Regions from separate parts of the Sus scrofa genome. Here region 2 is linked to region 1. The links are chromatin contacts, called in public HiChIP or PLAC-seq maps. All regions are on one chromosome and are shown on one strand. Each heading gives the region's core, a stretch centred on a gene start, on an enhancer-like site or on the middle of the called end of the contact. The rest is flanking DNA. Distances are from core to core; before and after follow the strand shown.

Region 1 (6,063 bases), core at 1,874-4,373:
ACATTGACTTTTATTCATGTATCTTCTGTTAGGATTATGATTGTTTTTATGTACCTTTTTACCAACCTCTCCCAGTTTCCCTCACCCTCAAGCCCTTGGCAACCATCTTTCTACTCTTTTTTCTTTTTCTTTCTTTCTTTTTTTTTTTTGTCTTCTGTCTATTTAGGGACACACCCATGGCACATGGAAGTTCCCAGGGTAGGGGTCGAGTTGGAGCTGTAGCTGCTGTCCTACGTCACAACCACAGCAGTGCTGTATCTGAGCTTCATCTTTGACCTACACCACAGTTCACAGCAACACTGGATCCTTAACCCACTGAGCAAGAGCAGGGATCAAAACCCATGTCTCCATGGATACTAGTCGGGCTCGTTAACCACTGAGCCACAATGGGAATTCCTCTATTCTGTTTCTGATATTGACTTTTCTGTCCCCAGATTCCGCAAATAAGTGGTGCCACACAGTATTCGTCTTCTCTGTCTTGCATAATGCCCTCAAGGTTTATCCATGCTTTTGCAAACCGCAGGATTCCCTTCTTTCTCAGGGCTGACTAATATCCCATTATGTATATATACCACATGTCTTTTTCCATTCATCTGTTGGACACTTAGGTTGTTTCCCTGTCTTGGCTGTTGTGAACAATACTACAGTGAGCATGGAGGTGAAAATATCTCTTTGATATCCTGTATTCACTTCCTTTGGATATATACCCAGAATTGGTACTGCTGGGTCTTAGAATAGTTCAATTGTTAGTTTTTTGAGGAACCTCTATACTACTGTTTTCTGTTGTGGCTGCACCAGTAGTATACAAGGCTGGAACAGTGTATTGGAAATTTGGTTGAACTGCTCCCACAGACACACAAATTATTGTTCAGTAACAGATACATGATCAATTATGTCAACACCCTGGACACCCTAGAAGAAATGGATAAATTCAGAAACATACAGCCTATCAAAACTGAGAAATTGAGAAACCTGAACAAACCAATTACTAGTAAAGAGACTGATTCAGTAATCAAAGTCTTCCCAACAAACCAGAGTGCACAGGCATTCCCTTTCGTGCACATCCTTACCGACACTTACTGCTTTTTGCTCGTAACTGTTCTAATAAATGTGAAGTGATGGTGCATTGATTGCATTTCCCTAGTAATTAGTGATGTTGAGCACCTTTTTATGTACCTTTTGGGCATTTATGTGTCTTCTTTGGAAAAAGGTCTTTTTAATTCTGCTCATTTTTTAATTGGATTTTTTTTTTTTTTTTTTTTTTTGCTGTTGAGTTATGAGTTCTTTATATAGTTTGGATAGTAACCCTTTATTAGATATATGATTTGCAAATATTTTCTCCCATTTGTAAGTTGTCTGTTCATTTTTTTGGATGGTTTATTTCTTTTGCAGTGCAGATGTTTTTTAGTTTGGTGTAGTCCCACTTATTTTTGCTTTTGTTGTCTTTGCTTTTGGTGTCAAATCCAAAATGATGTTGCTGAAACTGACGTCAAAGAGCTTACCCCTTGTGTTTTCTTTTAGGAGTTTTATGGTTTCAGATCCTACGTTCAAGTTTTTAATCCATTTTGAGTTGATTTTCTGCATCTATTGAGATTATCATATGATTTTTATCCATTTTTTTATTGTTTTGTATCACATTATTTAGCAGATTTTGAACCATCCTTGAATCCCTTAAAAAAATCCCACTTGATCATGAGGTATGATCCTTTTAATAATAATGTTTTGTTTTTTTTTTGTCTTTATTGCTATTTCTTGGGCCGCTCCCATGGCATATGGAGGTTCCCAGGCTAGGGGTCTAATCGGAGCTGCAGCTCCGGCCTACGCCAGAGCCACAGCAACGCGGGATCCGAGCCGAGTCTGCAACCTATACCACAGCTCACGGCAACGCCAGATCGTTAACCCACTGAGCAAGGGCAGGGACCAAACCCGCAACCTCATGGTCCCTAGTCAGATTGTTAACCACTGCGCCACAACAGGAACTCCCCTTTTAATAATATTGTTGAATTCAGTTTGCTAATTTTTTTTTTGGAGGATTTTTGTATATATGTTCATTAGGGATATTGATTGTTAGTTTTTTTGTAGTTTCCTCACCTGGTTTTGGTGTCAGATGATGCTGGCCTCATAAAATGAGTTTGGAAATGTTCCCTCTTCAATTTTTTTGGAGTCTGAGAAGGATTGGTATTAATTCTTCTTTAAATGCTTGATGGAATTTACAAGTGAAGCCATCTATGCCTGGACTTTGGTTCGTTGGGAAGATTTTGATTCTTGAATAAGTCTCTTTACTAATAATTGGTTTGTTCAGGTTTTTTTGTTTTGTTTTGTTGTCTTTTTTTTTTTTAGGGATGCCCCCTTGGCATATGGAGGTTCCCAGGGTAGGGGTCAAATCAGAGCTGTAGCTGCCGGCCTACACCACAGCCACAGCAACGCAAGATCCAAGCTGTGTCTGTGACCTGCATCACAGTTCACGGCAATGCCGTATCCTTAACCCGCTGAGCGAGGCCAGAGATCGAACCTGCAACCTCATGATTACTAGTTGGGTTCATTAACCACTGATCCGCAATGGTAGCTCCATGTTTAGGTTTTTTTCTACCTCAGTTTCTCAACTTAATTTCTTAGTTTTGATAGGTTGTATGTTTTAGGAATTTATCCATTTCTTCTAGGTTGTCCATGTGTTGACATAATTGATCATGTATCTGTTATTGAACAGTAATTTGTGTGTCTGTGGGAGCACGTTAACCAAATTTCCAATACACATGTTCTAGCCTTTACTTAAGGAGACATCATGTTGTGATGCAGAGCGCATTGCCCTTGGAACCAGAAAGCCTAAGTTAACATCTTGTCCCCACCACTTGTTAGCTTTGTTATCTTGAATAAGACCACCTCTTCACACCTTAATTCTCTTAACTGTAAAATAAGCATATTTCCTGCATTTCAGAAAGGTAGTTTTAGGAATCAAGTATGGTAATGTGTATGGGAGAACTTTTTAAGCAGAAAAGAGAAAATTTGGGTTTTATATTTAGTTTCTATTTGTTTCAGACCTTTTTCATGAAGACAGTCATGACTCGCTTTTTGCTTAGTGCAGATTTTATCTGAGTAATCTGTGTTTGGCAATTTGAACTTTCAGTATTTCCTATTGTTGGTCCTCCCCCCATAGTTAGGATTCATAACTATGCCTGTCTGCAGTTATCAGCAGAGACTGTGCTGCTCCTTAAACTGTGTCTCAGATACACATAATTTCCAGGGCCCTAATAACTATTTTCTGATGAACCTTATGGTCACAGACTGAAAATGAGGTTTGCTTTTTGGGGAGGGTCATGATAGCAGCAGCCTGGAGACCAGCAGGTAAGGCTTTGGGGTGAATAATACATGAAGACTAAATTGATGAGTGGGCTCCTGGGATTATGAGACTGGCCTTGTACTTCAGTTAGTTTGGGTAATATTTTAGAAAGTAGCAACTTTTCTCCATAGTCATTTGAATTTTTTTTTTTTTTTGCTTTTTAGGGCCTCACCCGAGGCATATGGAGGTTCCCAGGCTAGGGTCCAATCTGAGCTGTAGCCACTGGCCTACTCCATAGCCACAGCAATGCAGGATATGAGCCGTGTCTGTGACTTACACCACAGCTCACGGCAACGCCAGATCCTTGACCCACGGAGCGAGACCAGGGATTGAAACCGAAACCTCATGGTTCCTAGTCTGATTCGTTTCCACTGCGCCATGAAGATTAACTTTAAAAAATTTCCCAAATTTCAAAAATTTGTTAGCTGTATTACTTGACTACAGTGTTAATGATCTTGCACTCCCCCTGCTGGCTGACTCTTTAGAAATACAATGAATTAAGGAAAAGAATACTAATTCTGAGCTGAGAGTATCTGTCAAATTTTATATTCTTTGTAGAAGTGGCTGATGTTATAGGAGGTGTCATTCGAGTAAGGAATTGATGCATTATGTCTTTCCTTTTTTGTGACTTGTTTACAGTGGTATTTAGTGCTCAGAGGATATTCATTTAGCATTTTTTGAAAAAAGGTAAACTTAGATTTAGTTATAGCATGTGTTATAAGTTTACTCTCCTGTGTTCTAAAAAGCCACCATTGGCCTACACCACAGCTATAGCTACGCCAGATCCTTAACCCATTGAGGCCAGGGATTGATCCCACAATCTCATGGTTCCTAGTCGGATTCGTTTCCGCTGTGCCACAACGGGAACTCCTTTAAGCTACTTTTTTCAACCAAAAATAACTTGTGGTTTGTGTGCCTTTATTTGGTCATTCATTCTTACGGCATTTATTTATTGAATGTCGCTTAGTTTCTGTAAAGCCCTGATAGGTGTTGAGGTGAACACAGAAGGATGAGGTGATACTCCATGAAGGCTTAGGGCTACTTCACTCCTAAGATCTAAACTCTCTGCCAATGAAAATATTAAATGCCAGTGTGTCATTAAATAGTGTGATGAATGCTATGGGATATTAAACACATTTGAATGTTAAAGATGATGAAGCCCATTGTGGTGTTAAAGATAAAGACAGGCATCAGAGTGCTTACAAGACTCTGAGGAATGGATGTAGTTCAGGTAGGCAGAAGTGGAGGATGTGACGGACAGGCATTCCAGGGAACAGCATGGTAAAAGGCATGAGTAGGATATTAGTGTAATTTATTTAGGGTACAGTGAAAAGCACTGTCCTGGAGCTTTACACACTTAGTCGATTTAATTCTTAAATTAATCCTCTGGTGTGGTGTGACTCTCTTTCACAGATAAAAGTAAGAAAGGCTTATAGGGGTTAAAATATTGTTAGCATTTCCATCTGCCAGTCATGAAAGTTCTAGGATTTATCTTGCATATATCTGAGTGCAGATGAAGCCTATGCTTCTCTGGCTGTAACTGAAGTTGGATAGGACCATGGAGCATAGGTATTGTGATGTGTGATTTTCATATTCCAAAATGCACTTATTGGGAATTAATGTAAATATGGCTAACTGGAGCTTTATTCTAAAACTTGGTTGTTTTTAGTGCTCGCTAAAATTTTATTGACCTATTGGTAGTAGGGAAAATACGTGTATGTTCTGCTCTGCGCACCCTGTCCCCACCAGGGCACTGGTAGAAATGGGATAACTGATACATAGCACTGTTTGCTGTCAGTCTGCATCTGACCTCAGTGTTCTTTTTTTAAAAAATGCACTCGAGAAGGTTATGCTCTAAGAAAATTTTATGTGAGCTTAATTTTATTCTTTAAGCCATACTTTCATTTCTTTGTCTTTTTAACAATGACCTGTTTCGTGTTACTGAAAAGTTTTAGTTTTCAAAGCTTTTTCATCTAGTTTAACCAAAATAATTTCTCAAACATATTTTCATGGGTGCTTATGTATTTGATTATAATAATTGCCTAACTAGGTCTAGGCATCCATCTATTCTGGGAGACAAACCAAAAAAGTCCAGGACAACTGGCATTTGGACCATTTGCTGACTCCTGTCTGATTAAATTGTTTTTGTCTGTAATGGGTGGATGGATTAGATCAATGGCATACACCAGGCTGCATAAGTACAGGACATTCTCTATACTGGGGGCTAAGTTAGAGACATTTATTCTTTCCCAGCAGATCATTTAAGGGAAAATATTTACTAGGTGTGTGTGGTTTATAAGACATAACTTGATCAATTTTAAGATTAGTGACAACTTAAAAAGTTCTGTTTTTGAATTTAAATAAAAAATTAAAGCTAAAGGGCTTTAGCTTTGAGGCCTGAATCTATCTGCATGATTTCTTTTTCACATTCACATATATAGGCAATTTCCCTTTATGTTTTTGCCAGATAACCTTCTCCATAATTGCACGCTTGTCTGGGGATCTAAGACAAGCAAAATAATGGTTTCTTAATTAAATATGAGAACTCTTAAGTAGTTACCATAATTCTACATGGGAAGGCTTATAGATTTCCTTGCAAGATTCATCTTCTGTAGGACACAATGAAGAATGATTAGGAGGAAAGGACATAGCAGATTATCAAGTATATTATGTCTGTGTTGAATAGCCTTTAAAAGAAACTGAGATATAATTGTCATATAACAAAT
Region 2 (6,063 bases), core at 1,574-4,073, 120 kb after region 1:
AACTTTGAAAATTAAAGTGTGAAATTGTGATACTCATGTGAAATTTGCCTTTTATTCTTCTGGTTTCTTTTAACACTTGAACTACCTTTTAATTTCAGATCTAGCCACCCATCTAACAAGTTTTTATTGAATATCTACTGTGCTATGCTTTGTGCTGATATGATATCCTTAGACTGAAAATGATAACCAGCTCTCTGAGGCACATTTGTATTTTTTAACAGGAAACACAAAGTAGAGATGTCTGCAGATGTGTTTTATCTGGCCTGTAGTATTTTAAAACGTAAGGAGTTTTCATGTAAATTTTGAATGTTTTCTCTATACAAAATGTAGTATTTTTGTTTCCTCTTTTAATTTCTCAGTGCTTCCTTTGCTGGAGTTGATTAAATGTTGCCCCTTTAGACTGGGAGACTTTCTTGAGGTTGCCGCAGAATCATACTGCCTATTGTTCTGAACCTCACTTTTACTCACTTAAATTACCTGCCCAGGTATTTGAGTTTGTAACCTGTGCCCTTAAGTGACTGGACTTTGATGAGATTAATCAGCTACTTCTAGGAGAGGATTTAAGCAGACTTGGGGATGGTAGCAATGATTGAATGTCATTATAATTGGCACCAAAAGTTAGGCTTAGGAAGCTGCTGCCAGTACCACCTGCACGTAAATGTTTTCTTTGGGGAGTGAAGAAGTAACTCCACCAATTTCCTTAAATGGCAAATAGTGACTAGCCCCCAGTGTTAGGTTTTTTATTCTTAGTTTGGTGGCTACAAATAAGTGTTTTTAAATTAGTAAACCCCCCTGAATCCTCTGTCCAGCTTTGCTCTGATCTAGCTTTTTTTTTTTCAAATAGCATTTTGGCAAATAATTTAATCTTTCCATCCAGAAAAGTTTAATCATTAGAGCAAGAGGTGAATCTCTGAAAAAGGAGTGCTGTAATATTTAACCATTCACACTTAACCAGAAAGGTGGATTTTTTTTTCATTATTTGTTCCTTTACTATAAACATATATATATATATTAAATGTAATGAATTCCTTTTTTTTTTTTTTTTTTTTTTTGGTCTTTTTACCATTTCTTGGGCCACTCCAGCAGTATATGGAGGTTCCCAGGCTAGGGGTCGAATTGGAGCTGCGGCCGCCGACCTAAGCCAGAGCCACAGCAACGCAGAATCCGAGCCCTGTCTGCGACCTACACCACAGCTCATGGCAACGCCGGATCGTTAACCCACCGAGCAAGGGCAGGGATCAAACCTTCAACCTCATGGTTCCTAGTTGGATTCATTAACCACTGCGCCACAATGGGAACTCCCTTTTACTATATTTTTAAAGGCAGACTTTGTTTCATACTCAACATGTTGTAAAGAAGCCTAAGCCATAGCTATGTCAAGGAAAAAATTTTCAGAAAGCTTATTAAATGTTCCAGGCATGGGGAATACAAAGATGATTAATTAGCATGTGATCTCACTCAGATAGGCTGTGATTTATCAGTTTTAAAACTTGCTCCTGAATGTAGGTCAGTGATTGATCTCAGAGACCCAAGGGCCTTGATAAAAATTCAAGAATTTAGATTGGAGTAGGGTTTTACTTTGAGTAAGATTATAGTACCTGCTGGCAAAGTTTGAAATTTAACTGCAGTTCTAGGAGATACTGCAAATACTCAGAACAAAGGAGGAGACTTGAGGTGAATAGCCAGCAAATGTCTGAGCATGAGGAAAATTCAGTTGTCATATAAGGAGTCAGAGGTTTACAGGTGGTGAGGTTCAGAGGAATTAGTTTTTAGGATTTGAAAGAATGGTTCAGAGTTTTGAATTGGCTGTAGAAGTCCCCCCAGTAACAACATTTAGCATTCCTTTAATTGGAAACTTTATTGCCTTAAAATTTACAAGCAAGTGGGAAAGTTAGTAGAAAAAACAGAATTCACTTCATAGAAATTTAAAATATTCTGAAGTGCATCCTTCTGAGGAAAAAAAAAAATGAAGGTAGTTGTATTTGTGTGTGGTATTGGGGCTATATACCTAACCTATACCTAAAAAAATCTTAAGCATTCTCAGTGCAGTAATTGACTGCTGTCAAACAGTAATTCAGAGTTACCTGCAGGATTTTTGCAACCTGTAACTACCTTGGCCCAGCCGCAATTGTATTGGATATAAATCTTAACCCCTTTGTGGACACTCCTGTCTGGTGCAAGACTTCTGAGGCCATTTGCCTGCATGTAGTCCAATTGGGATTAAGAGGAGAGGAGAGAAGAGCCAGATTGGTGACATTGTGACTCTTCTCACTGGAAACGGGTGTGGATCTAATGACCCAGATCATGATTTGCTTGGTCTCAGCTGCTCTTTCTTTAAAAAGGAGTATTACTACTATTGGACTTTCAAAATGAAACATCTTAAAAATAGTGGTTTCTGATAGATTCATTAGTATTTCCTGGGAAGAAATTCTGAGTTTCTCAGGCAAATCTAGAACTGTTCTAATTATTTGCATATTTTTGTCCCCATAGAACATGTTTTGAAAACTGGTTGTTAATGTTGTTGGAGTTGAGAGAAAATACTGTGTAAGTTAATTTTTTTTTGGTAAAAGTTTTAAATGGTACATTAGAAGTAAAATAGTAATTTTGTAAAAAAAAAGTTGAAAAAAATGAAGCAAAGTTCCCATAGTAATGTTATCTTTGCCCTCACACAGCTGCGTTATTACCCCATTGGACTGTGTGATTAATGCTTTTTCCTGATAACCACAGAAGCACATAGGATTCTTTCTGTATCACTGGGTCTGAACTTTAATGCTACTTTCCCAGTAAGCTGTGTAAATACGTGGTCTCAATATGTAGCTCCAGTTTGACCTTTATACTTGCTATTCCTGCCAGAATTTGTCCTTGCAGTGCTTTCTTGCTTCATCTGTTGCAAACTCTTTCCTGTCCCCCTCACCCCTCTTCCGGAAATGTCACTGCTCTGAAATTTGTTTATTTTCTCATTTCGTCTCTCCATTCCTGACATTCCTCATTATTCCCCCCCCCCATATTCAAGCTGTTCACTTTCTCTCAATTCAGTTTCTAATGATAAGCTTATTGGATTTCTTTATTTTGTTTTGCAAAATTAAAATATTTTCTAAATGTTTTTCTTATTAGCTCCATGTCTCTTTTGAAGCCAGCCCCTATCCTGAGATAAAATAAATATTTGACATTTGTTTTCATATTTCTTCTAACAACTCCTTTTGTTCTTCATGCTCATTTAAAGATGTGGCCTTAATGTAGACTATTAGCTCTTCCCTTTTCTCCCCTCCCTCTCTCCAGCATTTACTGTGTATGCTCTATGTCAGGGACTCTTAGGCTCTAGAAATAGAGCAGTAAGAAGGCTGCATACTTTTTAAGTGTCCAGTTTTTATTTGTTCCACAAATATTTAACTGAACACCTAACGCATATTGGACACTACACTAGCACTGGGAACATAGCAGAAAATGAAGCTGCTAAATCCTGTACCATCAGGGACCCTAAATTCTTGTAGGAGGAGAGATCAATATAAAAATATGTAGTATGTCAGATGATGATGAGTGCTCTGGGAAAAAGAATAGTTAAGGGGATGGAGGCCCTAGGGAAAAGGGTGTATACATATATGAGCTTCCTAGTTTTTGTAGGGAAGGTCAGTAGGTAAAGACCTAGCCATGTGGTTAACTAAGGGAAAAGTATCCAGGCAGAGGTGACAGCAAGTGTTAAGGTCCTGGGGCCGGTTGGGAGAGTGTTCAAGATGTGTTCCAGGAATAGCAAAAATGCCACTGTTGGTTGGTGCAGAGTTAAATACTAGTAAAAGCTGGAGCGTGAGATAATAAGCTTGAGTCATTGAGGCTCTTGTATGCTTTTTACTCTGGTTAAGATGGGAAGTCAGTGTAGAGTCGGGTTTGTTTGATCATGTCAGAGGAGTGATATGATTATACTTAGTTTTAAAAGGTTTACTTGGGCTGCTATGTGGGGGCAAAGGAGGATACACTATTATGTAAAGTAAAAGAGTATGGAATATTACAGTAATTCAAGTTTGTGGTCATGACGGTGTGGACCAGGGCTGTGGAGTTGAACAGAATTGTTAGTAGTTTGGATATACTTTGAAGATAGATTTGACAGGATTTTTTTGATACAGTTAAAGATGATTACAAAATTTTGGCTTAAGCAGCTAGAAAGATGGAATTGCCTTTTACTAAAATGAAGAAGGCTGCCAGAGAAGCAGTTTTGTTGGGAAAATGAAGAATTGAGTTTTGGACATGTGAAGTTTGAGATGCTGTCCTACTGGATAAGGGCACCTAAGTTTGATAATCATGTTTCTTTGGAGTTAGCTGTTTGCTTGGTTAAAAGCAACAAAAGTAGTGATCTGTTTATACATAACCGTACGTTTAACTTTTTTCTTTTTTTACTTACAACCTTTTCTCTTCTTCCTACCGATGAGGATCACTTTTTTGTTGTTGGAGAGCGTGCTCTGGTATCCTTATATCCATGTGGTAAATTTGAGAGCCATGTTAGTATTTTGCTCTTTGGTGTGAATGCTATTTATTTGACTGAGTATAAGAGTCTACATTAAAAATTATTTTTGGGCATTCCCATTGTGGCTTAGTGGTAATGAGCCTGACTAGTACCCATGAAGATGTGGGTTTAATCCCTGGCCTCGTGTTCAGTGGGTTAAAGATCTGGTACTGCCATGAGCTGCATTGTATGTCAAGGATGTGGCTCAGATCCTGCGTTGCTGTGGCTGTGGTGTAGGCTGGCAGCTGTAGCTCTGATTGGACCCCAGCCTGGGAACTTCCATATGTTTCAGGTGCAGCCCCAGAAAGCAAAAAAAAAAAAAAAATCCCTCAGAAAATCTGTCTAACAAGAGTCCCAAAATGAGAAAGCAGGGAAAAATGGGAGGGGGTCAAAGTAATAATGAAAGAGAATTTCCGGTGTTAAAGACTGAGATTCTCAAATTCAGTGGATTTGCAGCAGATAAGATAAATGAGATAAGACCCCATTCAAACTAAAACTTCTTAACAGATTAAGAAAATTCTTCCAAAAGAAATTTCACACCAACTTCCCTACTTAAGGAGATTGAGATAGCCAAACTTCATTAGCATCTTTGGTTGCTATGAGTCAATGAAAGGATGCCTTTAAAGCAGGATATGAAGTGTCAGGGTTTGGAGAGTAAAATTTTAGATACAGTGACCAGAGAAGACCTTTTAAATAAAAATCTGAAGGATGTGAAGTAGCTAGCCATGTAGATACCTAGGAGATGAGCAACCCAGGCAGAGAGAACATAACGGCAGAGATCCAGAGGCAGAAGTATTCTTGATGTTTCAGAACAACAAGGGAGCCAGTGACTGCAGCAGAGAGAGCAAACAGTGAGTAGTAGGAGATGAAGTCAAGGGGTAAGGGGCTCTCAGGTCATGTAAGGGCTGGTGTGTCATGGTAAAGATTAGTATTTACTGAATGAGATGAAAATCCACTGAAGGGTCTTGAGCGGAGTGGTGCTATCATCTGCTGTGCATTTTAGCAGGTAGAGTCTTCTGTGTTAAGAAATGACTGGAGGGGAGTTCCTGTCGTGGTGCAGTGGTTGACGAATCCGACTGGGAACCATGAGGTGGCGGGTTTGGTCCCTGCCCTTGCTCAGTGGGTTAACGATCCGGCATTGCTGTGAGCTGTGGTGTAGGTTGCAGATGCAGCTCGGATCCCGCATTGCTGTGGCTCTGGCGTAGGCCAGTGGCTACAGCTCCGATTCGACCCCTAGCCTGGGAACCTCCATATGCCGCGGAAGCAGCCCAAGAAATAGCTAAAAAAGACCAAAAAAAAAAAAAAAAGAACGAAGAAATGACTGGAGGACCAGAGCAAGGGCAGTTAGGAAGTTACTGTAGTAATCCAGGGAGAGTTCACAGTGGCTTCCATCAGAGTAATGATAGTAAGGATGATGAACAGTAGTTGAATTTGGAAACTTTTTTTTTTTTTTTTTGAAGGTGGAATTGGCAGGATCATGGGCAGATTAGATTTTGGGGGAGAAGGGAAAGGGAGAGAGAAACAGACAGATCAATAAAGTATGATATTAATATTTTTTGGCCTAAGCA

Evidence for each region. HiChIP or PLAC-seq counts read pairs in DNA pulled down with a chosen protein or histone mark.
Region 2: an H3K27ac HiChIP or PLAC-seq map of alveolar macrophages shows a contact between it and region 1. The contact joins two enhancer-like sites. A contact is called at or near these places in 2 of 47 Hi-C or Micro-C datasets (liver and skeletal muscle) and 1 of 2 datasets of contacts at active chromatin or transcription factors (alveolar macrophages).

The regions. Positions count from the first base shown.
Region 1 is chr7:33,430,333-33,436,395 of Sscrofa11.1, forward strand. All of the region lies in intron 2 of ZFAND3 (AN1-type zinc finger protein 3), which reads left to right. Among named protein-coding and RNA genes, the nearest start is that of ZFAND3, 55 kb to the left of the region's middle. Within about 2 kb of position 3,124, at least 3 of the 83 cell types and tissues checked have an H3K27ac peak or open chromatin away from gene starts, as enhancers often do. A contact at or near this core is called in alveolar macrophages, where this site is marked.
Region 2 is chr7:33,548,803-33,554,865 of Sscrofa11.1, forward strand. The region is part of intron 3 of ZFAND3 (AN1-type zinc finger protein 3); the gene reads left to right. Among named protein-coding and RNA genes, the nearest start is that of ZFAND3, 170 kb to the left of the region's middle. Within about 2 kb of position 2,824, at least 12 of the 83 cell types and tissues checked have an H3K27ac peak or open chromatin away from gene starts, as enhancers often do. A contact at or near this core is called in alveolar macrophages, where this site is marked.